Regions from separate parts of the Mus musculus genome. Here all the other regions are linked to region 3. The links are chromatin contacts, called in public Hi-C and HiChIP or PLAC-seq maps. All regions are on one chromosome and are shown on one strand. The core of a region is the stretch at or near the end of the contact, and the rest is flanking DNA. Distances in the headings are between cores, read along the strand shown. Region 1 overlaps Ext1 (exostosin glycosyltransferase 1). Region 2 overlaps Ext1 (exostosin glycosyltransferase 1). Region 3 overlaps Gm41323 (a long non-coding RNA gene). Region 4 has its middle 7.7 kb from the start of Gm23267.

Evidence for each region. HiChIP or PLAC-seq counts read pairs in DNA pulled down with a chosen protein or histone mark. A called contact is a pair of places that touch in the nucleus more often than the background predicts.
Region 1: a contact with region 3 is called in a FOXA1 HiChIP or PLAC-seq map of pancreatic cancer cells. The contact joins two enhancer-like sites. A contact is called at or near these places in 1 of 15 datasets of contacts at CTCF or cohesin (the NIH/3T3 cell line), 1 of 484 Hi-C or Micro-C datasets (tail fibroblasts) and 1 of 115 datasets of contacts at active chromatin or transcription factors (pancreatic cancer cells).
Region 2: a contact with region 3 is called in a CTCF HiChIP or PLAC-seq map of the NIH/3T3 cell line, with 8 read pairs. The contact joins two enhancer-like sites. A contact is called at or near these places in 1 of 15 datasets of contacts at CTCF or cohesin (the NIH/3T3 cell line) and 2 of 484 Hi-C or Micro-C datasets (the C2C12 cell line and tail fibroblasts).
Region 4: a contact with region 3 is called in a Hi-C map of the C2C12 cell line, with 5 times the contacts expected there. The contact joins two enhancer-like sites. A contact is called at or near these places in 2 of 15 datasets of contacts at CTCF or cohesin (the NIH/3T3 cell line and large pre-B cells) and 3 of 484 Hi-C or Micro-C datasets (the C2C12 cell line, adipose-derived mesenchymal stem cells and large pre-B cells).

The regions. Positions count from the first base shown.
Region 1 is chr15:53,197,338-53,204,300 of GRCm38.p6, reverse strand. All of the region lies in intron 1 of Ext1 (exostosin glycosyltransferase 1), which reads left to right. Among named protein-coding and RNA genes, the nearest start is that of Ext1, 150 kb to the left of the region's middle. Within about 2 kb of position 1,775, at least 32 of the 459 cell types and tissues checked have an H3K27ac peak or open chromatin away from gene starts, as enhancers often do. A contact at or near this core is called in pancreatic cancer cells, where this site is marked.
Region 2 is chr15:53,217,334-53,224,828 of GRCm38.p6, reverse strand. All of the region lies in intron 1 of Ext1 (exostosin glycosyltransferase 1), which reads left to right. Among named protein-coding and RNA genes, the nearest start is that of Ext1, 130 kb to the left of the region's middle. Within about 2 kb of position 1,313, at least 131 of the 459 cell types and tissues checked have an H3K27ac peak or open chromatin away from gene starts, as enhancers often do. A contact at or near this core is called in the C2C12 cell line and the NIH/3T3 cell line, where this site is marked.
Region 3 is chr15:52,924,768-52,931,371 of GRCm38.p6, reverse strand. It overlaps Gm41323 (a long non-coding RNA gene), which reads left to right. Exons shown (of 4, transcript XR_875338.2): 3 at 5,101-5,159. Among named protein-coding and RNA genes, the nearest start is that of Gm41323, 5.5 kb to the left of the region's middle. Within about 2 kb of position 2,816, at least 58 of the 459 cell types and tissues checked have an H3K27ac peak or open chromatin away from gene starts, as enhancers often do. A contact at or near this core is called in the C2C12 cell line, the NIH/3T3 cell line and pancreatic cancer cells, where this site is marked.
Region 4 is chr15:52,503,868-52,510,774 of GRCm38.p6, reverse strand. No RefSeq gene overlaps it. Among named protein-coding and RNA genes, the nearest start is that of Gm23267, 7.7 kb to the right of the region's middle. Within about 2 kb of position 1,959, at least 2 of the 459 cell types and tissues checked have an H3K27ac peak or open chromatin away from gene starts, as enhancers often do. A contact at or near this core is called in the C2C12 cell line, where this site is marked.

The DNA of each region.
Region 1 (6,963 bases), core at 526-3,025, 270 kb before region 3:
AGGATAGGATTCCTGGACAGCTTGATTGAGATTAGGAGCCAGTAACTAGAAAGACAAGCTAAGATTAGGAGCCCTGAAATTTCCACCCCATCTCCCATCCTGGTTGGAAGAGGGAAGTCTTAGAAATTGAATGCACCATAATGATGAAGCATAGTCTTGAAATGTTTCTAGCTTTAAAGAGAGCTTTCAGGTATTTTCTGGTCTAGCAAATACGTCCAGGAGAGAACCGGGCAGATAAAAGGAAAGGCATGCGCTTCCTCCTAGCTCTGGAGTGGTGGTAGTAGCTAACCCCATCTCTGTAGGGGCACGTGCTTTTATCCTTGGACCCTTCTGTACCTCAAACCATGTTTCCCTCACTTGGCTTCTCATATCTGTCTTTCCTAGTACAGCAATACAAATGATACTGTTTTTCTCAGTTCTTTACCTAGCCCTACCAAATTGCTGAATCAATGCAGAGGGGTGTGGAAAGCTCTGATTGACAACTAATTGTATCAAAAGCTCAAAAGTGTACAGGTTCAACAGCAGGACTGGTGTTTGGTGTCAGTGATTGAAACTGAGCCCCCACACCTGTGATCCCACACTAATTGAATGTATAGCATCAGACACAAATTGAGCCATTTAGCAACTCATTAATATCCAGCAAGTTGGGGAATTGTAGTGTGGAAAAAGTCCGTTTGGTGTCTGAGTGCTTGTGAATATAGAAGCAGCCATTTCCCCTTATAGGTTGATATGTCATGCTGTTGGTAGGGCATTGGTTTTAGATAATTCACCATTGCAGAGAATGTGTAGAATAGTAATAGAGTTTTGAATTATAACCCCACTGAGCACCATTGGGGTTAAAAATAAGGCTCCAGATATAGTTTTAGCGCTAACCTCGGCTTTATTTATTGCATGTTTTATCAGGGACATGTATTCATCCACAGAGCAAGGAACAGATTCATAGGGGAGCCTCAGCTGGTTTATTTTGTGGCTTAGTCATATCCAAGGGGTTCCAGACACTTTATGATCTCTACTCGCCACCTCAGCACTCCAGTTTTGGTGACAAATGTATTTTTCTCTTGGGAACAAGATGGCCTGGCTGTAGCTATTGCATCAAGGCATAGCTCGTCCAGAGAGGCTTCCATGATGGGTCCTGTGGTATGAATATATATATGTGCAGGTAGTTGGCTGGGAAGACCGCCTGTGAGTTGAACTGGTTAAGGTTCAAAATAAGAAAAGAATCTATAAATCTTGAGGCGCTCTAAAGAATATGAAAGGGACCTTCCTGGAACCCAAATCCTCTTGACAAAGTTGCTCATTGGAGAGAACAGTGCCATGAATGGCTGGACCATCAGAACATTCTGTGAGTGGGAGCTGGTGGGAGCCAGACATTATACCACCAGCAGTCTCCTAATGGAGAACAGATTGTTCTAGATTGTTCTAGAAAGGAGGAAGAAAACCAGCAATGGATACTGAAGGAACCATCAAGGTACTCAGCCACACCTGTTTCTTCCCTAGTACACGAGAATACTAACATTGCTTAATGTGATTATCATGAAAATCTAGTGACTGAATGGTATAAAGACAGGGCCAGGCCCCAGAATAAGCATTCAGTAAATGGCAGGTCCTGCTGTGAGATTGAAAGTCTTATATTCCATCAGTTTTATATATAAAAAAATTAAATTGAACAGCTGCAAGAATGATTCATAATTCACTGTAATCAAACCTGGGGCAAAGGTGGCTGGCATTCACTGCTGATAAGTTGGGCCTGGTCATCTGGCACCCTGAACCATATGCACTTGAAACTTTCGGATGACCCAGTCACCAGGAGTGTGGTCAGGGAGATAAGAGATAGGTAGGGTGGAGGAAGCAGAGTAATTAAGAGCTCACATAGGGCTCTGTTAAGACTGTAGTCCGTGAGGTTTAGAGTCCAGCAGAAGAACACTCACAGTTGTGCATCCTGGCAACTTTCCTCTGCCACCCGGGGGTCAGCGTTTGGTGGGGGGGGTGGTTGTTGTCTGTTCTTACTGCAGGAAAGCAATGTACCACAACTCTGGCTACAAGGAAAGAGGCTGAAGTTGTGTCTGAAGTGTGTGTCTATGTGCATACATTAATGGCTAAGCATCCAACTAGGTGAGAGTCTAACAAAGATGATAGTCTGCACATCCCCGGAAGCCCTGAGAAACCAAACATAGATTATTATTTGGGACACAGTGTAGAAAGTGGGTGAAGAGTAGAAAGGTGAAGTAATTAAGATAATTAGCACATATAGCCTTGCCAGTAGTGAAACATAGTAAGTATTTGGTTTTCTTTTCTTTCTTTTCTCTTCTTTTTCCTTCTTTTTTTTTTTTTTTTGATTGTATTGTTCAGATTTTGCTAAATATGGCTTGCACTATGTCAGCCAATGAGTAACTTTATAAAATGGATGACGCGCTTCAGTACAAATGTCTGTTTTCTGTTTTTATATCACTTAAGATAATGAAGAGCTGAGGAGAACAGGAGCATAGAGGCTTGATTAAGAGTTGGAGAGGTGGGGTGGTCAGGTGTGGCTGAGGATGGAAGCCAGGGGCTCAGACATACTGAACAACTACTCTCCTGTGAGCTAAATTTTCATCCCTTTTGATTTTATCATTTATATATTATCTTCTTTTGGAGGTCAGAGTCTCCGGTGTCCAAGGCAAATACTAAACTCATTATGAGATGACAGTGAACCTCTGGAATGCTGGATTATAGGTGCACACTACCATGTCTGGTTTTATGTAATGCTGGAGCGCAAACTCTGGCATTGGTGCATACGAGTCATGCATTCTGCTAACTGAGCCATGTCCCTGGTATCTTTGTTCATTGGTTTGTTTTTATTTTGACATAGGATCTTACCCAGTTGCCCAGCATGCTTTGAACAAGAGCATCATGGCTCACTGCCTAGAATTTTAGATACCTATGTCCAGGCCTGGCCTTTAGCATCCTCCTCTTTTTTGTCTCTTTAATGTGGACCGTCCTAAAGGTATTATTAAAACACTGCCTCTGTTCCCACTTTCTGATTTTCCTGAGGGATGTGACTCCAAATAATATTGGGTTTTCCATCTAAGAGCCTGGCCTTTGTGTTTTGTTACTATTATTCTCATATTCATAGAGTGTACTCCTACCTAAATTAGGCCTAGTATGCCTTTCCCTAAATACAGACTGTTAGATTGTTTTAAATTGGATGGAAACACACATTTTGGGGGTTGGTGATATAGCTTAATGACAGAGCTTTTTTTGTTTGTTTGTTTTGTTTTGTTTTTCTTAATAATGCACAAGCCACTGGGATCCAGACAACATGACCAAAATTCCACATACTTCCTTTTAATAAATTTTCTTTTTGTGGATACATATAAATGTTGTATGGTGGGCTGTTTTCCTCCCAGCCCCAAGCAACCTGATTAGTGACTAAGACTGAAAATTTACTTATAAATACTTAGGCCATATAGCTAGGCTCATTCACTGACTAGCTAATAATTTAACATAATCTACTTACATTAATCTACATTCTGCCATGTTACTGGTCACCTCTGCGCCGGCACCACGTGTCTGTCCTCATGTTTTCCCTGGCTACTCTTCCCATGTCCAACTCTATCCTAGAATTCTTTCTGCATACCTGATGTCCTACCTTCTAGTTTAAATTTTCCTATAAGCTATAGATTTTTTTTTTAATTGACAGGTGATGCACCCATTCAATACACAAGATACTCTTTCTACATATAAAAAGCAGCAAACATCCTTGTCCTAAGCTTATAGAGAAAGGACCAGGCCTAGCCAAATGATAGTACCTGGAGCAATCCAGGTAGCTGACCTGCAGCAGTGTGCACAAGTCATGGTCCCACTGCAGCAACATTCTAGCACACCAGGGCTTAGACTCTTTCCAGACCCAAATTTCATTTCAGCCCAGCTCTTCCCCAGTGTGTTCCCACCCGACTCTTAGGTTAAGCTGTTGTAAAGCCTCAAAAGGACAATTCAGGGCCCATCAAGAGCTGGGCCCAAGACAGGTTTCTTCCTGTCCTTCCTCCTTACCTTCAGTTTTGTCCTCATATTTTGACACAGCAGAGACTCATTGTTGCAGGCGCTTAAATAAATAGGAGTTGGACTCAGCCCGTTTCCAGGAAAAATGAGAACAGCAGGTGTTATCTGATGTAATTAAAGTGTGTTGAACCCTGAACAAAGTACTCAGTGTAAATCTCTGTTAGTCCCTTACAATGAGCCAGCTTAGAATCCGTTCTATGAATTACCTGCTGGTCGGAAGGTCTGTGGCCTTTGGGAGGACGTGTTGTAAATTTTATAGCAAGCCTACTAGGAAGCTCCTTGTCAATAAGTTTAGAAGGATACTTCAAGGCTCTTTAATCTCCGTTGTCAGCCCAGTTATCTTGTCTACACATGGGCATAACTTCCTTCTCCACTTGAATTAATGTTGGACTTTTATAAAGAGACATTTTAAACTCTGAGTGCAGTTTCTCAGATGAGCTGATCTACAAAATGAGCGGTTCTTCTGCCTCTTCTTTTCCCAATGTCCATTTAGAAAGTTATGGTAAATGAAAAATCCCTTGAGCTCGGGTGTTTCCTGTCATAGTCTCGCTTAGGCATGAAAAATGCTTTATTCTTACTTCATTTTGTATTTTTCACAAATGATTCATAATCACACCTAAATGAGTAAGTTTGCAATGTTTACTTATTTTTCCTGCCTAAATTGCACATATAGACACATTGCTGATAGAGAATTACTCAGATATTATAAATAATGTCAGCTAATTCTTTAGTCCACTGTGATTTTTCTCACGTTTCCAGACGTTTCAAAAGCCTTTATTGTGTAGGCTTATGATGGACTTATTGATTGACTGCAAACAGACATTGGGTATTCAACCTAAATGCTATTTTGCCAGCTTCAACTGCCCTTTGCAGCGCGTTCTTCTTTCTCTAAAGGTGATCTCAAAGCAAGTTGCTACTGCTCTTAAGATAATAAAGACTAGGAGCGGGGGGAATGTGTGGAATCGGGTGGTTCTACAGATGCCAAGGAGACTTTAAGATGTTTGTCTCTCAAGGACAAGTTAACCTCACTCTTTCTTTTAAAGAACAAAATCGTTTTCTTTTTGTGAAGCAGAGTATTTTCTAATTTGTGAGCTTTGGAAAAAGGAAGAGGGAGGAAGCAGAGAGAGCGAGAGAGAGAGAGAGAGAGAGAGAGAGACAGAGACTGACAGACAGACAGACAGACAGAGACAGAGAGAGTCAGAGACAGAGACATTGGAAGAAGTCACAGGGCAACTTTTCGCCTTTACATGGGTTCTTGGGACTGAAAGCAAATTGTCAGGCTTGTGCAGCAAGCCCCTTTACCAACTGAGCCATCTCATTGGCCCCTGATTAACCTACTTCTTAAATTTTCATTCAGCAAAAAAAATAACATGAGATCACTAGATAACATTTAAATTCTAGGCCTATCTGCCCTGCTCGGTTCCAAGTTGGAGTGGAGTTGTCTTCCACTGGGGAATAATTTGTCTCCATTAATTGAGGACAAATGTGCATGCGTGTTTTAATTACACAGTAAATTAGGAGAATTTAAGATGCAAGAATTCAAAACCAACACCTCAAAAAATAGAAGTAGAAAAGCAGGAGAACTATCTCAGCAGAAGAATCAAGCAGGTGTCTCCAGATAAAGAAAGGGGGAAAACAACAAGGCAAAGACAAATGACTAGATTTTGCTAAACATCCTTTCAAGTAGAATGACTCTGATGTATGGCTGAAATCCTTGTAGGCTGTATGTGACAATGGGGATGGCTGTATGCCACACTCAGGGCATTACTCTTGTGTGCTTGGCTGCAGCCAGTAGCTAACTAAGACGTTAGTGGCCAATATAGAGTAAGGATTTCCTGTGTGGACCCAAACTTCACAAACTTCCATAGCATGGGTCCCCTTTGGCTCTATGCACTTTATCATCTGTGCAAAGTTTGTATGTTGTAAAGTTTTTGTGAGGGAAGGCTCCAGAATGTTCCTTATGCTTTAAAGCATCCATTCTCCTAAGTGTAGCACTTTAAGGCTGCTATTTGAGTAACAACAAGGACATTGGTTGACTTTGTTCTTTGTCATGTAGATGTAACCAGAGATACCCTTCCCCAAATGGCTATTGCTCTTTCCTTATAAGACAAGAACATTCAGACTTAATTGTGTTTTCTCCTACTTCACTGAGGATGGCATAATAATAAAGTCTTTATTCAGATATGGAGTCTTCTGGGCTGGTAAGATGCTCTGAGGATAAAGGCAAATGTCTGTAAGCCTGGGGACCTGGATTTGATCTCTGAGACTCACATGGTGGAAGGAGAGAACCAGTGCCCACCAATTGCCCCTTTATCTTCACAAGTGCAATGTGCTTTGGTGAGCACATAAATTTATATCACAAACACACGTTCATACCACACACAAGAACATACCATATCCACATCCACACCGTACACATACATACATATATACACATCCCACAATAAAAAGATACATAAAGAAATGCAATAAAAAGACAGTGCTTTCTGGCATGTTCAACCTTTTCCTAAGCCAGTCTATCCTTCTCTAGCCATATACATATTTAGGTTTCTCTTAAAAATTGCCCTGGATCTATGAGTGCTTAAGTAAGCTACTTTAAATCTCTTTTGGAAGAAATTTAGTTATAAATAAATTGCATACCTCTCCACATTGTAAAACCTGGAAGACTGGTTACAGGGGAAGGGTGCTGGATATTCACTCAACTATGATTGGGGGCAGGAATGGAGCCCTGGATTTTGCTTTTGCTGATGGAAAGAAGGCCTGGGAGCTGGGTCATAGGGCCTCTGGCCGATCTCCAAGGGGAAGCTAAGATAATCTCTACCTTTCAAGTACTACGTGAAGCTAATTTCTCAGGTACAATTACTTATAGTCTGCCATGGGGTTGCTTATCTTGTATACCCCATTAGACTTTGAGCCCCTGAGGAC
Region 2 (7,495 bases), core at 64-2,563, 290 kb before region 3:
ATTATAATTTGCTTAGCCGTTCGTCCTCCATAGACAGCACAAAGATTAGTTACAACCTCCTCTCCTTTGAATACTGTAGTTTCCTTATTAGTAAAGTCAAACCTGATAACTTTTAAAAACAAACAAACAAACAACGGCAGCAGTTTAAAAACAAAAACCCATTTAGGAACATTATGATGTCTGCAGACATTTTCCTACGGACATAATACTCTTTAAGTCTGTTCACATCCTCATGGCTTCACTCTTGAGGCGTAGGCTCACCCAGCCTCTGGATAGAAGACACCATATTTGGGCAGTCAATAAACCTGCAAATGGTCCCTTGAAAAGGAAGCTACTGATGGATCTGGCTTTTCCATGAATGACAGCATAGCCACAGACAGCAGAGGACCGCTTCCTGGCCCACAGCAAACACCACCCTGCTGTGCAGTCCCTGCATGGGGCTGCCCTCCCAGCAGGGATGTGTGTTTCCCCGGGTGCCTGAGGACTGCAGCTTGGCCTTTTTGTTTACAGGAGAGAGGACAGTGACCTCTGTCTTCCAGCTGCTGTGAATGAAAACAGTGTTGGAGAACCAGAGTGAAGTTTCCACTTTACGAGTCACTGAGGGGGGAGGGGGGAAGGAATGGGCAATCTGGGTGGGGGTGGGGCATATTCTCAACCTTCCCTAGTGAAAGAGTGGGTGGGATAAAGTTCAGACCTTTGGATTAGAACACAGATGATGGGAAAGTGGAAAGAGACTAGTTCTTCAGCAAACTTTCTGGGCAGGCTTTCCATATATTGAGTTTGGAAGAGAAACAGAAAAGGCATACACACAGTTTGTAAGGACTTACTTTTTCAAACAGTGGCATTAATTGTGTACGCTTAGGGATGGGATTCTCCTCTCTCAAGGTCTCTCCCGAAGAGAAACAGCTGCTCATTAGCTAGCTTAGTGTGACTTAAAATCTGGAGGCTGTTCAGCACTGCTGTGTGGCTGTTTCTCAAGTTTTGCTTGGTGGTAACCGTCAAAGAGAAGCTCCTGTCCAGGGTCAGGGAATATGGACGGGGTGGATCCCTCCTGGGTCACCACCTCCTGCCAGGAAGCAAGCTGTGTGGAAGCAAGCAGTGGAAGCTTGCCAAAAAGACATCCTGATCTCGGCACTCCTGGAGCTTGCAAATACCAATTATTTTCAATTGAAAGTTAAATGCATAATTGTATACTGTAACCTTATCATTAGAAATTTGCAACGTTACCGATGACACAGACAGGGTACAGTGATTCAAAAATACCTGGGTTAGTCAGAGAGGCAGTGGTTTTAAGCTCTGACAATTCAAGAAGGTCTCCGAGGTGGTAGCTTTTGAACGGAGACAGAAAATCAGGATGAATCGGCCATGTGAGGAGATGGGGGTAGAGTTGTTCCAAATAGGCTGGATGTAGGCAGATGTAGACCAAGAGGTCAACAGGAACTCTCTGCACATGATCCTTATGACCCTCCTCTTTTCTTCATTCTTCTTGTTTGTTTTTGTTCGTTTGTTTGTTTTTTTAATTTCTTAGATTTATTTTTATTATTTTATGTGTATGAGTGTTTTGACTGCATGTGTGCACCGCTTTCTAGCTTGGTGCACGAGGAAGTGGTGAGCCTCCGTGTAGGTGCCTGGAATCAAACCCTGGTCTTTCTCAACAAGTGCCCCTAAGTGCTGAGCCAACTCTCCATCCCAGATCCACAGGATCTTTCTTCTCTAAGGTTACTTTAGAGCCCAGGTACAAGGGAGACATGGAGGTACAGACTCTGTTTTGCATTTTAAAGAACTGCTTGTTTTATTTGCTTCCACTAACCAGCTTCCTTGGTCCCCCCTCCCTACACTTTCCATCACCCTCTTTCCTTTTGGAGTCTATCAGCCTGTTTGTAGAGATCATGTGATCTTTTTGCATTTTAACCTAATAAAGCAATGTCTTACGGTCAGGGACCAAAAGCTGGGCCTGTCACTTAGAATCCCTTCTACTTGTCCAAGTGGCAAACCTCGGAAGCTTCTCTGCTCTGATATTTTGTCTCCTTGGGTCTTATTATATCTTGCCCTATCTCTATGGCAAGATTGCAGGGAATTATCAAACCTAAAAGCGGTCTATCAGAAGTGCAGTTTCCCCTCTCATACTTACTGTAATGTGTGGATTAGTCATGGAACTGGTTGGTTGGCCACAAACCAGACCTAGCCTTCCCAGTGTCTCTATTTTCTGGAGACAGTCAGTAGAAATATGTCTCAGGAGGTCAGCACTAAGAGTGTGACTCATGTAGCTAAGACTCATCTGTAGATAAACACTTCGGAGCTTCCCTTGCTGTCCCACCACATCCCCAGAGAGAAACAGAACCTTCTTCCTGTCCCACTCCCCTGTCTCACTTTCTCGTATTGAATGTAAGACTTGCATTTACTTAGTTAATGTTTGTATGTGGACACACTTTTTTGTACCGTGAAGTCAGTTTTCTGATGGTCAGAGAACAGTGTTGGGGAGTTCTTTCTGTCTACCTAGTGGGACCGGAGATCAAATGTAGTTTGTTGGCCTTGCTGTCCATGGCCTTTACCTGCTGAGCCATCTCACCAACTCCACGGTGTTTCCTCTCCCTTTCCTTTCTTCTTTTCCTTCCTTCCTTCTTTATCCTTTCCAGAGTTGTAACTTAGAGAGAAACTTTCAGATAAGAAGTACTTTTGCATAGTTAAATACAAACATTGGACTCCTTAATGTATCTCAGCATTTGAAATTAAGATTCCAAAGGGGAGATTTATGGCTGGGGGAGGCTGATGGGGTGGGGGGTAGGGGGGGCTTGTTATTGCTCAGTCTTCATGTTGTAAGCATGTGGAAGAAGGATGTGTGAAATACGAGTATGATGATATGATGGGAGAGCTGCAATGTGGTTGCTTAGACATCACAAGGCGAGGACCGGGACAGACACTCAGACTGACGCTAGGTATGAAGTCAGGTTGGTGGTAGCATTCCCACTCTACATCAGGAAAGAGACTCCTTCATGTCACAGGAAGCAGAAGGCCTGCATTCTGTGGGTCTCTCCAGACAGACCCACATTTCACAGCCCTAGACAATGACTGTGGTGACAGCTCTTTCATGTGAAAGGAAATGAAGGCCAGGGCAGCATGGTGTCTCCATTTACTCCTTGGTTGAATACCCAGGTTGGGGACTAGCACTACTAAGGAAGATCTGCAGTTTCACTGGAGGAGAGAAGCCTAATGGTGGCTGGCTTCCCCCTGAGCCTTCAGGTTTGAAGTATTTTGTGTGTGCACGGCAGAGCACTAGTGTTGGGGGCGGGGGTAGATCTGGGGCTACTTAGATGAACTGCACATTGTTTCTTCCTCTGTGGGTCAAATCCCAAACCAGACAGTGATTTAGGGAAGCTAAAACTGAACTCTGGTTGACAGTGCTTCGTGATACAAGTATTAATCTGCCCTGTCTATGACAGTGTTCATTCCTTTTTATGGAAGTGGGTGGTTGCGGATCTCCATAGCACCTCAACTCATTATTAATACTCACTCTGATTTCATCCCAGAATTTGATAATTCCCTTTTCTACTAACATTAAAATATCACAACAGAGAAAACAAATAACCCTACCTGACTAGGGTGTGTGAAATCCTCTATGAACAGGCACGTGGAGACATACTAGGTAGATGAAAAGTCTGAGGTCTGAGTACTTAATTCTGCTGTTCTGTGTATCTCAATAAAAACACCAAGACCCCAGTGTCAGGGCCGTGCTCCCTCCTCGAGTCAGACCTAGGATACCTATAGCTGGTCCTTACTTCTCTTTTTCTCACCCTTTATTCCCCTGGTTTTTACCCCTTGTCACTACATAGGAGAAAAAGAAGGATAGAGGGAGAGAGAGAGAGATCCCTTAATCTAATTTGTTTCCTTTTGTTTCGTCTTTGAAAGACTGCTAATAAACCACATCTAACCTTCTCTGAATGACCAACAATCACCCCCGCCCGCCCCCCTCCTCCCCCCCCCTCCCGCCTCTGGGGCCCTAGCATTTACATATCCTGTGAGAAGTTCCCAGAATTCCAAATGTCACACCATGACAAAACAACACGCCTGGTAGAGCATGAGGCAAATCATAGTCAGCTGCTGTGGTCAGCCCGAAGCAGCCCTATAACGCACACATGAGGTTAAAACGAAAACATATTCTTATAATATTTCTGTGTTTTTTTAAAGAAACCAAAATTCCAGAACTTTCACAGATACCAGTGCTAACAAGTCATTATTTTTGCTGTCCATTTTGCACTTTCTCCCTTTGATAGGATCTTTTTCCTAAAGCTTACCAAGGGCTCCCCTTACCCCCGCTGTCCCCTGTGTATTTTGAATCTTCTTGATTCCACTATTTTATGGTTAAATTTCCCATTTAAGATTGAAATCTTAGCCGGGTGATTGTGGCACATGCCTTTAATTCCAGCACTGCCTCCATAGGCAGAAGATTTCTGTGAGTTCAAGGCCAGCTTGGTCTACAAAAAGGTCCAGGTTAGCCAAGGCTACACAGAGAAACCCTATCTAAACAAACAAACAAACAAACAAACAAACAAACAAACAAGTAAGTGGTTGAAATCTATATCATTTCCTTAACTCATTGAATTGTATGCAATGCCACCTGTTGAGTACCCGGCCCCATGAGCTTTGATGATGCCTATGTTTTTATAATTGCCAGTGGATTCAAATAAATACCGTAATGCCCCTTGTGTCTCACTCATTTGTTTTGCACATTGTTAGAGTTTATACAGGGGAAGCCTGGGAGTATGTACTCATTTGGCTCCTGCTTTTGTAATTCAGCATCACGTCTCTGAGGTTCATCCAAGAAGCTGCATGTTTCTGTAGTCCATTCTCAGCTATTCCCAAGGAACAGGAGTATTGTGGCAACGACGACGATGCTCTAGTGTGTTTACCCATGCTTCTCTCACTGAACATTCCATTGGACTCTGGTTTGGGACCGTTTATGAATGGCGCTTCTGTGCATATTCTGATACATATCTTCATAGAGCCAAACATTTATTTTTGTTGGTTGTTCAGCTGCAAGTAGAATTGTGGGTGATTGGCTAGTTGTATATTTTAATGGGACATAAGAGAATTTGATATTAAAAATTATGATTCCCAAAAGGCTTTTTAGAATATGTTTTTCATGGATTGAGAGAGAGCTCTGATGTAGACCTGAATGCATTTTACTTAGTCTGAGATACTCATTTTGTCTTTAAAGTCCAAAACATCTTCCCTACATCATGTTGCTGTCTTCTCTGCTAGCCATCTTTCTTTTCCAGTATCTAGATTATTTCTGATAAAAAAAAATACTAATGTGTGCTTAGAATCATCACTGTCCAAATCTTGCATTAAAAATGACTCCTGGTTTGACATTGGACTACAGACAAGTGTATCGAATCATGTGAATGAAAATTAAAGTGTTATAGTAGTTGACTTTTCAAATGGGTTATTTGGATATCCATCAGTTGTGACGCTCTAGTTCTGTCTGATACCATAAAGCACTTCTGTACTCTGAATGAAGCAGCCAGTTGGAACAGAAGAAGGAACCATTGTCTGTCATGTTCTTTACCTAGGTCCCTCCTCCTTAGAAGTCAGGCTGTGGTGTCAGGAACAATGTCGCCGCCTGGATGTAAGAATCTAACAACAATCAGACAAGACTTCCTGAGGTTGTGCGTCTGAAGGAAGAGACAAAATTTAGGTAGTTTTTTTGGCGATGGAGTGTTAGAGAAGAGTCTGTCCTCTGGGCAAAGCAACTGCATAGCATCCTTAAGAGAAAGGAGGCCATGAAATGGCCATTGTCTTCAGCTGTCGATTTAAGGGCTAAAACATCATTTATTGACCTCATGATGTTACTGCTATCTACATTTCTGAAATGCCTCTCACAGCTAATTTTCAAACCACATCAGGGGGGGAAAAAAACAGTCTTGAGATTTTAAAGCTTTTACCTAAGTGGTGAATCCCAGCTGGAGCCTCACTAGATTTCTCTTCTGGGAGGAAGGCCATATTGAATTGGCCCTGATTTTTGCTTAAACTAGCTAGTAGCTATAGGAACAAGAGCCATGTCGGGACAGCAGTGAAAAATAGAACCTAGGCATTGATCATTTATGGTGTCAGCTGATGAGAGCTAGTAAAGAAGGCAGGTCCAGAGAGCCATGGGAAATGGGGTTGGGGGAGGAGGATACTGGGGCAAGTATAGGGCTGGTGAAGGCAGGTGATGCAACCTTAGGGAGGATGCTAACTAGTTCCATGTTTTCCCCCCAGCTATATATTCTTAGTGTATCTAACAGTGTAACATATAAATAAAAGTGAAGGGAAAGGCTTTTCTATTGTCAATGTTAATCCTAGCCACTGATTCCCGTTTGATCCCATTGAATCAAAACTAATTAAAAATATTTAATGTTTTTATAGAGTGCGTGCATTTTGTGTGAGTGTGTGTATGTATTTATGGATGCAAGTCAGTGCAGGTCAGAGAACAACCTGTGAAAGTTCTTTCCTTCCACCATATGGTTTCCAGGGATCCAGGTTTGGGATTGTCGACCTTTATCTGCTGAGCGATCTTGCTGGCCAAACCTAGTTATTTTGAAGATAGGAGTGCTGCAAGAGCCAGTGGTTGGAAGGAGATAGAAGCAATGATAAGTTTGCGATAAATACATCCTTCACCAGCTGAAGAGTGGACAGCTGAGGCTGGTCTGTGGAGAAATCCCTCGGTTTCACTTTTCCAGTCACCCCTGTGTTTTCTTTAACTTGCCTTGAACAAAAATACCTACACCAAAAACTTGAGTTATAAAAGCAGTTTTGGCTTTTACCTTTCTTTTAAATGTATTTTAGATTTTTAGGTGCTAACTCCCCATGTTAACTAACTTAATAATAATAACTTAATTTGCAAATTGTCACTAACACCTGTGATACTGCAGCTTGTCAAAGCTTTTTTTTTCCCTTCACTTGGTGGCACTCATTTCACTACAGTGAGCCGAGCCACACTTGAGATCCACCAATGTCTCTTCTCCCATCCACTCAATCAGCTGGGCTTCCTTCCTTCCTTCCTTCCTTCCTTCCTTCCTTCCTTCCTTCCTTCCTTCCTTTCTTTCTTTTGCTTTTTTCTTTTGTTTTTTCGAGACAGAGTTTCTCTGTGTAGCCCTGGCTGTCCTGGAACTTTGTAGACCAGGCTGGCCTCGAACTCAGAAATCTGACTCCCTCTGCCTCCCAAGTGCTGGGATTAAAGGCATATGCCACCACCGCCCTGCTTCAGCTGGGCTTCTAAAAGCCACAAGGTGAATTTACTGTCTTTTCCACTTTTATCATTTTACTTTTATTATATATCTGCGTGATGTCCACATTGAGTCAAGGAATGGGATCTTCAGAGGAGATTTCATACTTCTGCATACAAGTACTGGCCCCTAATTCCTCACAAAATGAAATATTTTATTGGTGGATCAAGAATGACCATATATAGCAGCCCTTATCTTGGAATCTATACTGCTTGATTACTTGAACAATT
Region 3 (6,604 bases), core at 1,567-4,066:
TGGAGATTTCCCTGCCTCTACCTCCAATCTCACTGCACTAAGCCCATGATTACAGATGCACACTGCTGTGTCAATCTGTTCTAGAAATTTGGAACACAGGCCTCCATGCTCGTGTAGAAGGACTTTACCAAATAAATCCTCTCCCCAACTCTATGGCATATTTTCTATGCGTTTGGTTTTGTGCAGTCAGATCAGTTTTCAGAAATAGGCAGGATTTTAGGAGCAGCGTGGGTCCTGGAGACAGAGGCATCAGCTTGCTTAATCCATAGATGAAGAAGCTGAGCATGGGGCAGCTCCACAGATCTGAACCAGACCCCAGAACCAGCGAGTAGCAGAGAGACAGTGGAACAGATCAGATTGTTAATTTCAACACCAACCCACTTTCAACACATCATGACTGTGGAAATTTTAAGTCCCTGGGCAAGAATACTGAAGACATGCTTCTGAGCTGGGGCCATGGGAAACCAGGCAAAAATTACCCGTTGGCTTGTTTTTCTGTTCTCAGATACAGTCCCCCACTACCACCTCATTTTGAACAGTCCTGGCAATATTCTACTTAGTAATCCACAGCAATGATGATCGCAATCACACTTTCTCTTTGGCCATCCCGAAGAACATTTTAGTGTATTAATGTTGTTAATTAATCTTCGTGACATCTTAGCAAATGAAGCAGACTGTAAGTCGCATGTCCCACTTGGCTGACTGGGAAGCTGAGGTAGAAAGCAAGGTTACTGAGTTGCCGCAAGGTGAGAGAATAAGTCAGGGGAGCTGCTGAGCCATGAATAGCCTTTCCACAGCTGAAGCTTTAAAGTCTATGGGGAAGAGGCTCTTGCCATTCTACTTTGAAGATTACTGTTCAGTCACCAGAAAAAAAAAAAAAAAAAAAGCAGCCACTTTAAAGCCGACATTTTCTTTCTTTGCTGAGTTATTTTTCTTTTTTAAATTTAATTTAATTTTTTATTTTACTTAATCACTTTACATCCTGCTCACTGCTCTCTTCTTGGTCAACCCTCCCACATCCTTTCCCTCTCCCCCTCCCATGTGTGGGCTCCATAGGTATCTCCCCTGCCCTGGCACTTTAAGTCTCTGTGAGGCTAGGTGCATCATCTCCCACTGAGGCTAGACAAGGCAGCCCAGCTAGTAGAACATATCCCACATACAGGCAGCAGTTTTGGGATAGTCCCTGTTCCAGTTGTTTGGGACTCACATGAGGGCCAAGTTGCACATCTGCTATATATAAGTAAGGAGGCCTACGTCCCACCCCTGTATGTTCTTTTGTTGTTGGTTCAGTCTCTGAGAGCCCCAAGGGTCCATGTTAATTCTCTCTGTTAGTCTTCCTGTGGGGTACCTAGTTCCTTTGGGGCCTGTAATTCCTTCTCCTGTTTTTCTATAAGAATCCTCAAACTCAGTTCACTATTTGGCTGTGGGTATCTGTATCTGTCTGAGTTGGCTGCTGGGTGGAGCCTCAACTTAAGAATGATTAAAGATGGGGGACCTTTGGGATAGCATTGAAAATGTAAATGAGGAAAATACCTAATAAAAAAAATTTAAAAAAAAGAATGATTAAAGAATGTGTGTTACATCTACACAATGGAATAGTATTCAGCTATTAAAAAAACAAAGACATCATGAATTTTACAGGCAAATGTATGGAACCTGAGAGGATCATCCTGAGTGAGGTAGCCCAGTCCCAAAAGGACATGCATGGCATGTACTCACTTATAGTGGATCTTAGCCTTAAAATACAGGTACCATGTTACACTCCCCAGACCCAAGGAACTAAATAAGAAGGAAGGCCCAAGTGAGGAAGCTTGAATCTCACTTAAAAAGGGGGATAAAATAGTTGTAAGAGGCAAATAGAGGGAGGGAACTAGGAGGGAGGGCTTATGGGGAGGGGGATGGGGGATTCAGGATCAAGTGTGAGAAAGGACAGGAGAGATGACTAGATGGCCATAAAAATGAATGGAAACCTGAAACTGATGTGGGTGAGGAGGTGGGGGCATTTCCAGGATGAGATAGAGGCCTGTGATAAGAGAAGCACCCAAGAATCGATGGTGGTGACCTTAGCTGTGACTCACTGCATTGGGGATATGGACCCTGAAGAGACTACCTCCTGTAGCCAGACAGGAACCCCAGTGTAGCAATAGAGGCACCAACCTACCCACAAATCTTTCAACTCCAAATTTATCCTGTCTACAAGAATTGCAGGCATGGGGGATAAAGCAGAGACTGAGGGAATGACCAACCAATATCTGGTCCAATTTGAGACCCATCCCATGGGCAAGCACCAATCCCTAACACTATTAATGATACTCTATTATGCTTGCAGACAGGAGTTTTTTTTTCAATGCTTTTTATTTCAATGTTTATTATTTCTCTAACTCTGGGGGTCCCCACTCTTCCAGGACTAGGGTGATTCAGTATTTCTTTTGGGAAAAATTTTTTTCAGATGACAATATCTTTCCCCCTGTAGTTTCCCATTGCCTTTACCTTCTGTGAGACTGGGACATTCTGGTTTGTCATACGTTTCAGCAATCTGTCCCATTAGGCTTGCTTTTTCTTACCCGGGGATCTAGAATGGACTCTTGTCTTCTCAAGGTAACATTTCTCCTCTGGGAGAACATTTGCTTCTAATGCTGTATTTCAACATTTTATTTTCAGGAGAGAAAAGTCTGTGTGACTTCATCTCCCTGTGTTGAAAATGATGACTGTCTAGACCACGTGTTCCACCCAAGTTCTGTGTGGTTTCTGTGGTTACTGTAGCATTGGGGGTTGTTGGCCTTGCCTAGCCTTGACTGATTACCCTGAGGCCAAGCCAAGCAGAAGAGTGTTATTCTTTGTGGCCAAGTGTCTGGTTACACTCTAGGAGAAGGGAATGGGATTCCTGTAGGATGACAGGAAGACCTTCGTTATCTGTGGGAAAAGGAATGATTATGTTTCTCTATAGTTGGGTAATGTGGTTGCCTGTAACCTTGAGCCTGACCAGAGAATCCTGCTATCATTTACTTTGACACTGTATTTAAATTCCCACAATAATTAACCATGTTTCAAACATCTCCAGGAAATGAGTTATTGAAATAATATTCTGATGGTAAGGTAAAGTGTCTTTAAAAGCCTGAGCTAAATTCCAATGATAAAAAGGCAGAATCGAGACTATACCAAACCATTTGAAAGGCTGTCCTTTCAAAAGTGATTCGTTGTGAACTTCTTGATAGCTTTGTGTGATAGAGAGGGGCAGAAAGGCATGGAATGAAGCAATGTCACCATTTCACTAGGTATTAGCTTAATACATGTCTTCTGTAAATTGAGATGAATTAAATGGTATCGTCAAAAAGTAAAACACTTGCAGAGCTTTAGAGCTAGAAGGGTAGAGAGGAAATAATGACTCCATAATAAGAACATTCTCCATGTTGTTGCCTGCAACCAGTAACTTCATGGCAGACATTACTAATGGATCTTATCACTTTTCTTTGCTGTGCCTATTTCAATATCACAGTCTTTATTATTATTTCACCAAACCATACACAATTCTATTATAGGATTTGGCCCTCCCTTTACAAACCTCTTACCAGTGCTATCTCAGAGCAAGCCAATTGTTCTTCTATCCTCAAGAAGAAAGCCAAAAGTACAAAAGAGCCATGTGTTGGAGTCCCACTGACAATTCTATAGGGCAGGCATTTTTTGACCAAATTTGAGTTAATTTGAGTTCTAGACCTTTGATGGACTTGTCTCCAAGTATAGACCCTTGAACATACTATACAATTAAGAAAATAAATGCAATTAAAAATAACAGTTAAGAATTTTTAGCCAAACATTTGATAATACAAGGTTTGGGAAAGATCTCTGAAAGCATATTCATATGCCTTAGAATAGTACCACTTAAATTAGCATTATGCTACAAATATATTTCTATAACTTTAAAAATATGTTTAGAATTTCTCTTTCCCTCCCTCCCTCCCTCCCTCCCTCCCTCCCTCCCTCCCTCCCTCCCTCCCTCCCTTCCTTCCTTCCTTTCTTTCTTTCTTTTTTGTTTTTTTTTGAGACAGGGTTTCTCTTTGTGTAGCCCTGGCTGTCCTGGAACTCACTCTGTAGACCAGGCTGACATTGAACTCAGAAATCTGCCTGCCTCTGCCTCCCAAGTGCTGGGATTAAAGGCATACCTTACCACTGCCTGGCTTTAGAATTTTTTAATATTACCTTCACTCCTATTTTCTCCTGTCTACCTTCTACCCCAGTCAGCATGTGATTTCCCATACAGGTCCCCTTTTCACAGCCATGGCTTTTTGCTTTTCTTTTTTGTGTGTCCCAATAAGTGTAACCAGGGCTGTGTTGTGTGACTGTGATTTGGAACTATCCATAAAATCCTGGTAGGCTTACCTGGGTACTCAACTAAAGACAATGATGGTCCCTTTACCAGTAATCAATCGTTCAACAAGGAGAGAAAGGGTTCCATGAGTCCCTCCCCAAACCCATGACAGGCTCAGGGCTATCAACTTCAGTTACCATGGGAACATGATACAACGGTGGTGCTATGCACAGAAGGCATTTTCAGTAACTTTTGCCACTTTTAAATATTTAAAAAAATATTTATTTATTTATTTATTGATCTATTTATCTATCGTTCTTTTTCACCCTATTCTTTAATTTTCCCTAAGCCTTAGAGGGCATAGTATGTATACATGTATGCATATATGCACTGTTTAGAGCTAAGCACTGGACTGTTGGTCATTTTTGACTACTAACATCATCATTAACCTTCGTATTCACTATCATTCAGTAAAGAGAAAATTCTTTAAGGCTGAGAGTGATATTTTCTTATGGATGTAAGCATAGGTACCACATCAATTTAATTAATTACACAAGAATGCATTACCCCTTAACATCTTTAGACCTCCTTAGCCATGGGTTTTTTGGTTGGGTTTATAGTCCCAGACACTGACTCTATCCTATATTATGGGCTTCAAATTAAATGAGCGCCTTGTTGGGAGGCTTCAGACAGTTGTGCCACTATGGCATCGGTGGGGTGCAACTTGCCTAGCAGATTGCCATTGTGATGTGTAGGATTTGCAATCATTTGTATTTTCTTTCTTTGACTACCAGCAGATTCCATTGTACCTCCTAGGACTATGAATGCTAGCCAGCATTGATGAAGCCTCCAGGTAAGTTCCAGCTTGATTTCTCAATGAAAATGTGTGTTGCCTTTAGCAACATGGTCTTAATAAGCCATGGTCCAATAAGCCCTGGAGGGCAGCCAAAAAAAATTACCAAGAAGAGTGTTAAGAGTCTGTATTTGTTTTTGAGCCTCTGCAACATCTCTGACCAACAACTCAGAAAGAGATTCCCCTTACCTACCACTGAGATATTTTTGTTTAATAATACTTAGGTTTTAGAACTAACTTTTTTCAATCATATAGGGCATCTCTCTTCTAGGTCTTTATTTTTCTTTAGTGTATATCTTTTAGTTGGATTACAAAGTAGTAGATTTTTACTTAAGATTTTATTATAACTTTTGTTATGGTTAACCCAGACCTTTCCTACCTTTAAGGGGGGGGGGGCTTCCTGACCCAGTATTTTCCCCTTTATTTTCATGCCTCTTATGTTCTAATGTCTCTTTCCTTAAGAGATCTACCACCCAATGGCTCCTTTCTAGTTTTCTAGAGTTTAGAGGAACTCCAAGTTAAATACACAAGTCTAAAGATTCAATGTTGAATCCACATTTGAGCACAAATCCAGCATATTTTTCTTTCCATGGGTGGGTTACCTCGTTCCATGTGAAATTTTCCTGTTCCATACATTTATGTGCACGTTTCAGCATTTTTTAACTGGATGACATTTTATTTTTTGTTATCGTTTGAAAGTTTCACACATGTGTACAATGATATCATATTCCTTCAGCACTATTTCCCTCCAACTCCTTTTGGTGCCTCCTACTTTATCTTCCTCTCAACTTTCTATACACTTTTTAATCTTTCATTTTTGTTATTAATGACCCTCAAAATCTAATGAGTTCTGCTCATATGCATACACGTTTGTGTCCATCCACTGAGGCATGAGTACCTTACCAGCAGCCATATCCCAAAGGAGAGTGACTTTCCCTCAGCAGACATCAGTTGCCATTAACTCCTTCAATAGTTATGGAGCCTAGAGGTTTCCTCCTGTATTTGTGCTAGAATTGTGGCTGTCTTGATCTTGCATAAGTTTTGTACAGTTAAGCAGAGCTGCTGTGAGAGTTGATGCATGAGCATCCATCCAGGTCATGTCAGAAGGTTAGCATTTCCTAGATCTCCTTCTCAACCACTCACTCTTACATTATTTTCACCCACTTCTATTAAAGTCCCTGAATCTGGGATAGTGGGAGATTGATATAGAGGACCCATCTATGGTTCAAAACTCAGGAGTTATTTATACAAATGCTTTGGCTGATTATGAATCTTTTCATTATCTGCTACCCTTTGTAAGGAGAACCTTCTTGTTCAAAGTTGAGAGTAGCACAAATCTGTAGCAAAAATAAATATTTATAATGTAGTTTAGCAGCATGACCACTGAGCAATGCAACAGCAGTATGTTCTCTCCTGGAACCTATGATCTCCCAGTCATGGGTTTA
Region 4 (6,907 bases), core at 710-3,209, 420 kb after region 3:
ACTTATACCTATACCTCTATCTATATCTATATCTATACCTATACCTATACCTATATCTATGTCTATATCTAAATTTATATCCATATCTATACCTCTATCTATCTATATTTATATTATCTATCTATATCTATCATGGATACCTGTATTATCTATATCATCTATATCTGTATATACTGCTTTGACATATGCAGAGTTTTGATGTTGCAAACTCATATTTTCTAATATACTTCAGGCATCTTAAGTCTAGCTTCTCCAGTAAACCTTATGCCCCAACATCCATGCACCAAGGCCAATATTTATAAATATATCCTAGTACAGGGAGGAACTAAATGACAGCAAGTGGCGTGTGTTTGTGTGTGTGCCAATGGGGAAGCTCTGCTTAGTGACACAACTAGCATTCTAACCACTTTTCCAGTTCCCTAATTTGACAAAGGCACCCTCGGTGCTTACAGGACACAGAGGTACTGTCACCCTTAGATCTGAGGTTCAAAATGCCACTGTGTCAGCTGACTGTGAGCACACACCAGAGCATGGCTTCCTGCAGTCTGGCTCTGGCGTGCCCTCTACTCTTGTCCCTTTGGAAGCTCATACACGTCATGGAGCCTGTTTTCATCCTGCTGTCAGCCCTGGTCTCAGCCTTGTTCCTTCCTCCTGTTTCTCGTGTCTATACATCATTCCAAGCACCGATGCCTTATCAGACTCCTCTAGAAAGCTCTGCTAAAGGAGGCCAGCCCCAGGAGTACTACATCACATCTTCAAAGCCTCCTGACAAAGGAAGAATGTGAAGACTGGGCCACTGTAACTACTTTGATCCTGTAAAATAGATCTTAAGTGTGACTGCTTGGAATCTTTCCCTGGAGGTCCCTCACAGCCGGGTGCCTATGGGACAGTGAAGAAAAGGGGCCGTGGACACAAGTGAAACAAGAGCCACATCAGAACTCTTAAATCCTTCCCCAACCTTCTTGCTTTCTCCCTCCCGGACAAGGTGTGAAAAATATCTAAGAAAATTCCCCTACCCTACAAGGCAGGCATCTGACAGCTTCCAGAACGCTAACCTGAATCTCAGGTATTATTGGCACATTCTTTAATTTGTCCTCGGGGATGTATATAATTAAAGGTTATGAAATTTGGGCAATTATCCAGGCTCTTTCTTCCTAATGGCAGACAGCAAATATTAAAACGGTGCTCGGCATTCACCGCTGCCAGCAGCAGCCGTGTTCTTTTTCGCACGGATCACATTCTTTCATTCCACACTTAATTGGGAATGAAAAAGGTCTTTCATGCTCCTGTTCACCTCTCTGCCTTTTTTTTTTCCACCTCCCTCTCTATTTCTTGAGGGAGGCCTGTGAGGCGTACAATCTTATTCTGTGTCCGCCATTGGTTCGGTGCTGGCTACCGCTTTCCTATCACTTAGCACACCGAGGTTTTCCATTCAAGGGCATGTGGGGATGAGCAAGCCTGTTCTAGGTCCTTTTGATTTGCTTTTAGAGAGATCCTTTGGAAAGTCTGGCTTTGGGGGTTTATTTTTAGAGGCGGTGAGACCCAGACTTCATCGTGCCTTGTAGATCTTACTTGATTCTGCAGCGAGGCTCGGCCCCCACCCTCCTCAAGTACCAACCTATAGCACGGACAAGCTTGTAAGCTTCTAAACCACAGGAGGACGATTCTGATCCTTTCATCACCTGGTCCCAGCGGGGTTTCTCTAACTCATCAAAGGTGAAAGACAGAGAGCGACTGACATGGACAACTGGACCAATATCTATTTGTAGTCCTTTTTTTTTCTTTTTTATTATTATTAAGCTGATGATGGCTTAATAACCCATGACCTTTCTGTCATTCTATTGTTGCCCTGGTGGGATGGGATATGTTGTCTCTCTTTCACAGATAAGGCAAAGGACACTCAGGCTGAATGGACCACACAGTAAGGGATGTGAGCTGAGAGTCAAGCCCAGTGACTTGAATGGAATGTGTATGCTCCATCAACCGAAAGATGACAGACTGCAGCAGCTGACATTTCCAGTAATGACCCAGAAGGGATTTTTTTTTCTCCTTATTAAGCATAGCAGGGTTGAAACGTACTCTTCTTGACTCTGATGTGCCAGATGAATGGTTATTTTTTTTTTTTTAAATAACAGGTTTCACCCTGCTCTGAAAATCTCCTTTCTGACTATGATAATGGGATATGCTCAAGGGGTTCTGTGGAGTGTAATACGGGAGAGGATAGTTGACAAAAATAACTTCACCTCTTTTTGCTTAAGATTCTCTGGTGACTATATACACATGCATGCGCACATATGTACATGCATGTGGTATGTATGAGAATATGCTGATGATCTGTGTTGAGCAATCAGCTTTCTGGGTGATGTAAGATCTTCTACTTGTAGCTTCTTCCAATTTCCATGGTGCAAACTCACTTCTTGTGACTTAATTACTCACCAACATAATAATAAATGTGGGGTCAAGATGAGATGCACAAAATAATCGTTTCCTGACACGATACAGCAGCCCCATCAGCATTCTGGACACAGGTATAAAATGGAGTTCCTTGGCAGGATAGTGTTGTTCACCCAGGGACTTGTACTTGATCCTTCTGAAGATACACCTCTGTGCAGGTATGGCCCAAGAAACTTCAGATCGATCTGCAGAGGAATCTCATTGCTAAGGGCAGTGGTTCCTTATGCTCATCTGTAGACTCCTCTAAGTGGTCCCCAGTCCTTTATCAGTGCTGCCTGATTCTATATCAGTGTCCTCAAAATGCCAGCAGATGAAGTATCTGTTTAATAATAAACTGGTTTCCATTACAGACAACTGGGCATCTTGTCCACATCTTAGACTTTAAGGGCCTGACCTTCCACACCCTCATTTCTCACTGTCTTGTTCACCAGCTCTTTCCAGACATCTCTCACTCATCTTTCATGAGCCACAGTCTGTGAGGCATCCTTGGGCTTTCTCTAAACCACTGCCCTTCTGTATCACATCAGTATGGCACCATCTGGATTGTAAAGTTATTCTGGATGGGTTTTATTAACCCCAAATTTAAGAACATGGAATACATGACAAGCAGCTTGGAAATCCATGTTAACTGCATCCCAGAATTTAAACACCAATGCCAAAGGTGTCCAGAAAATAAAAGTGAAACCATGCATACTTGACACCTTACCTATAATTGCTTGACTAGTCTCAACCTCTTTCCGTGACACACATCACTCCTGTGTTATATTTTGGTTCCTGGCCTGTTCTTTGCTGTTCCTGCTGGCAATTCTCCACTGCCAGCAGGATTCTGAATTCTTGGGGGTTTGTTTGTTTGTTTGTTTTTCTGAAATGGCAGAGCACTTTCTTTTAAACTACTGAGTTTTACATCAATTTCATGCTGGAACACACAGCCTGGTAAAAGACTTCTAAACCGTACTGTCTCTGAATGGAGTGCTGTTATAGCTTTCATGGGAATGAAAGCATTTGCATTAATACGCTGGCTAAAATATTTCTCCAGAAGTGAAAATCGAATCCTCCCTCAAAACACAAGAATTTTCAAGTGTGCACGTATTTAAATAATTTTCTACTAGTTGGACCAAATTTAGGAGAGAAGAAAAAAAAAAAAAAAAAATCTGTGGTGGAGAGTGACAGATCCTGTCTTTCTTCAAGAACGTCGGTAGGGGGAGCTCGTGCTTCGTCATGGAACCTGAAGCCAGGCTCCCAGCAAATGCAGATAGCTTTCAAGTGAGGAAGAGAAGTTTGGGGTGTGAGAGAATAAAAGGAAGGAGAAGAAAAAAGAAAGGAAAGAAAAAAATCCTGAACTTATATTTTTTTATCTAGTATTATCACTATGGTTCATCAAGCTTTGAAAAATGGGAAATGTGTGCTGTCTAGAACAAACTATCAAACTTGCCGGCCTGCCCCACCCTCAGAATACTTTTTCTTTGTCGCCTAGGGTAGCATGGTTTGTAACGAAGGTATAGATTTTCTCTTGTGTGGGAGAAGCTGGCTTCTCTGACCTTACCCAGCGAAGGTGTCGATGCTGATCTGATACCTTTAATCAAATGTGTCTGTAGAGAGAAGTTACGTGACCGGGAGACACAGCAGAGCTGGCTGTGGAAGTTTTGCTGCTGAAGAGGAGATGGAGGGAAGGCAAGAGACCTTTCTCTCGGGTTTGGCTGTGGGAAGGGAAGCACGGTGCAATGCGCTAGATTGTTGGAAGTGTGTGGACTCATCATGTTAGTTTGTCTACATAAAATGTGCCTTTTGCATATCTGTGTTCTGATTCGATGATTGAGGCCAGCTGGAAACCCATAATAGAAATTCAGGCCATTGGACTATCTCTAGACGTCCCCCCCCCCCACCCATTCCCACCTCTAAAAAGCGTGAGCTCACCCCAAACATGAGAAAAAATTTTTGAGAGGAAAGCCGTCATTGTTCTTTCCTAGATATCTTGAAATAAAAAGAAAGTTTTTTCCATGAAAATGGCTTGCTGTGCGATTTTTCTCTGGGAAGTGATCACTTCATATTTAATATTTAACTGAAATTAGAATTACAACAGGATTGCTCATTTTCTTTATTTCTGAAATTCATTTTAAAATAGTCTGCTCATTTAGTGTAGACTTTTTTGGCAAAATAATATAGAAAAACCCGGCATATTCTTCCTCGTATGGACAATCTAGCCAATGATGAATGATTCGTGAAAACAAATGTGGTTGTGGGTACATTATATGCACAGGGGAGAACGAGAAGGCTAAATAGTATAGGTGAGGAAGGACTGAATGCAGGCAATGAATAGTTTAACTTTGTTACAGATTTTTATCTTTGGTGATAAAAGTTTAAAAAGTGTTTAAATTTTATTTTAAAAAACAGTGAAATCATAAAATTCACAGGGGATTCCCTCCATAGATTGTGTTTTGATTGGTTACTATAATGTATAGAAAGAAGTTTATTAAGTTTTATACTCTTTAGATCTGGTTAATTTATGCTTTTTTTTTGAACTTTTTATAATAAACTTTAAAATACCGTTTAAAACTATGATGATGTAAAAGAGGCATGAAGGGCTCTGCCTTTACTGTTTTGGTTTGGTTTTTAACTGTATTTTGGTTTTTTGTTTGTTTTGTTTGCCTGCGGAGCATCTGCACCTCAGACCCTACCCAGTGTAGGTTAACTGTTGGAGAGTGATGCCATCTTGTGGTCAGACTAGAAATTAAGTCTAAATATTAAGAGCAAACAAAACAGCCGGTATTTGAAAGGTTCAGTGGTACCAAATGCATAAGAAGAACCCGTTAAGTTTGGGTCTCTCTCTCCTAACCGTAGACTCTCTTATACAGAGCCTCCTATCGGGAGCACTTGGAACCCTTACGTTGACACACTGAGCTCAGCCTATCTTTTCGATTTGTTCTTTGCACTCTAAGTGAATAAATTTGAAGCTAGGTGACTTGTCTTTGATCAGTAAATAATATTTTTCTTAATAACTCCAAATAAAGAGAGATAAATCAGTATTTACTGCCATTTTAAACCGTAATATGGAGAATACAAATGCACCCTGTCATTTGGAAAGCTGAGACACAGGAGATGACTCAGGGTCAGATGAAACTCATTAGAATCCCAGTTCAGCTACTTACCAGCTGCATGCATCTGAATAAATTATAAAATAATGTGAATTTTGGTCTGTAAAACTAGAGCAATATTCCAATCACGGAAGGTCTCTGTGATGATTAGAGGGGATGATGTGAATGAAATATTTGCCAGTTCTTTATTACTAGGAGAAAATAAATCCTCTTCAGTTATTGGATGCTCAGTGGCGTGTCGGTTCCTAACAGACCAGGGTCCTGCAGGAAGCTCAGACACTCTTTATCTCCCATGAGAATCTTCACAGAACACAAATGGCATTTACTGTTAGTCCAAGTTGTGGAAATCATTTTGCATTCTAAATATGGGATGGGAAATTCGTCTGCAGATCTGATGCAATCCCCATCAAATTCCTGATAACATTCTTTTTTTATTATTATTACGTATTTTCCTCAATTACATTTCCAATGCTATCCCAAAAGTCCCCCCCCCCTCCCCTACCTACCCATTCCCATTTTTTGGCCCTGGTGTTCCCCTGTACTGGAGCATATAAAGTTTGCCTGTCCAATGGGCCTCTCTTTCCAGTGATGGCTGACTAGGCCATCTTTTGATACATATGCAGCTAGAGTCAAGAGCTCTGGGGTACTGGTTAGTTCATAATGTTGCACCTGCAGGGTTGCAGATCTCTTTAGCTCCTTGGATACTTTCTCTAGCTCCTCCATTGGGGGCCCTGTGATCCATCCAATAGTTGACTGTGAGCATCCACTTCTGTGTTTGCTAGGCCCCGGCCTAGTCTCACAAGAGACAGCTATATCATGGTCCTTGCAACAAACGCTTGCTAGTATATGCAATGGTGTCATCGTTTGGAGGCTGATTATGGGATGGATCCCTGATAACATTCTTCACAGGACTAAATAACAGATGGAATCCTAAAATTGACACAGAGATACAAAATAGCACGAGGAACCAAACCCACCCTCAGCAGAAAGCAATACTGGAGTCACTACAATACATGAACTCAAATCACACTGCAGAGCCAGAGTAACAAAGAGAGCGGGGTCCTGGCACAGAGACAAACATGTGCTGTGCGGCAATGAAATAAAGCAGAAGAACCAGAAGCAAACCATAGCTATCCCCACCTCATTCTGGAAAAGGTGTCAGAAGCGCAGATCGCATAAAGGACGCTTTCATTATTCTGTGCTCTGGGGAAACTGGCTTTCACACGAGAAGAATGGAACTAAGCCATTCCCCTCACACAGCTCAAAACAAAAACAAACAAAAAAACAAGACAACAAAAACAAACTCAAAAGTAGATTAAAGAACTGAATTCGGGATTTGAAACTCTGAAACAATGGCAAGA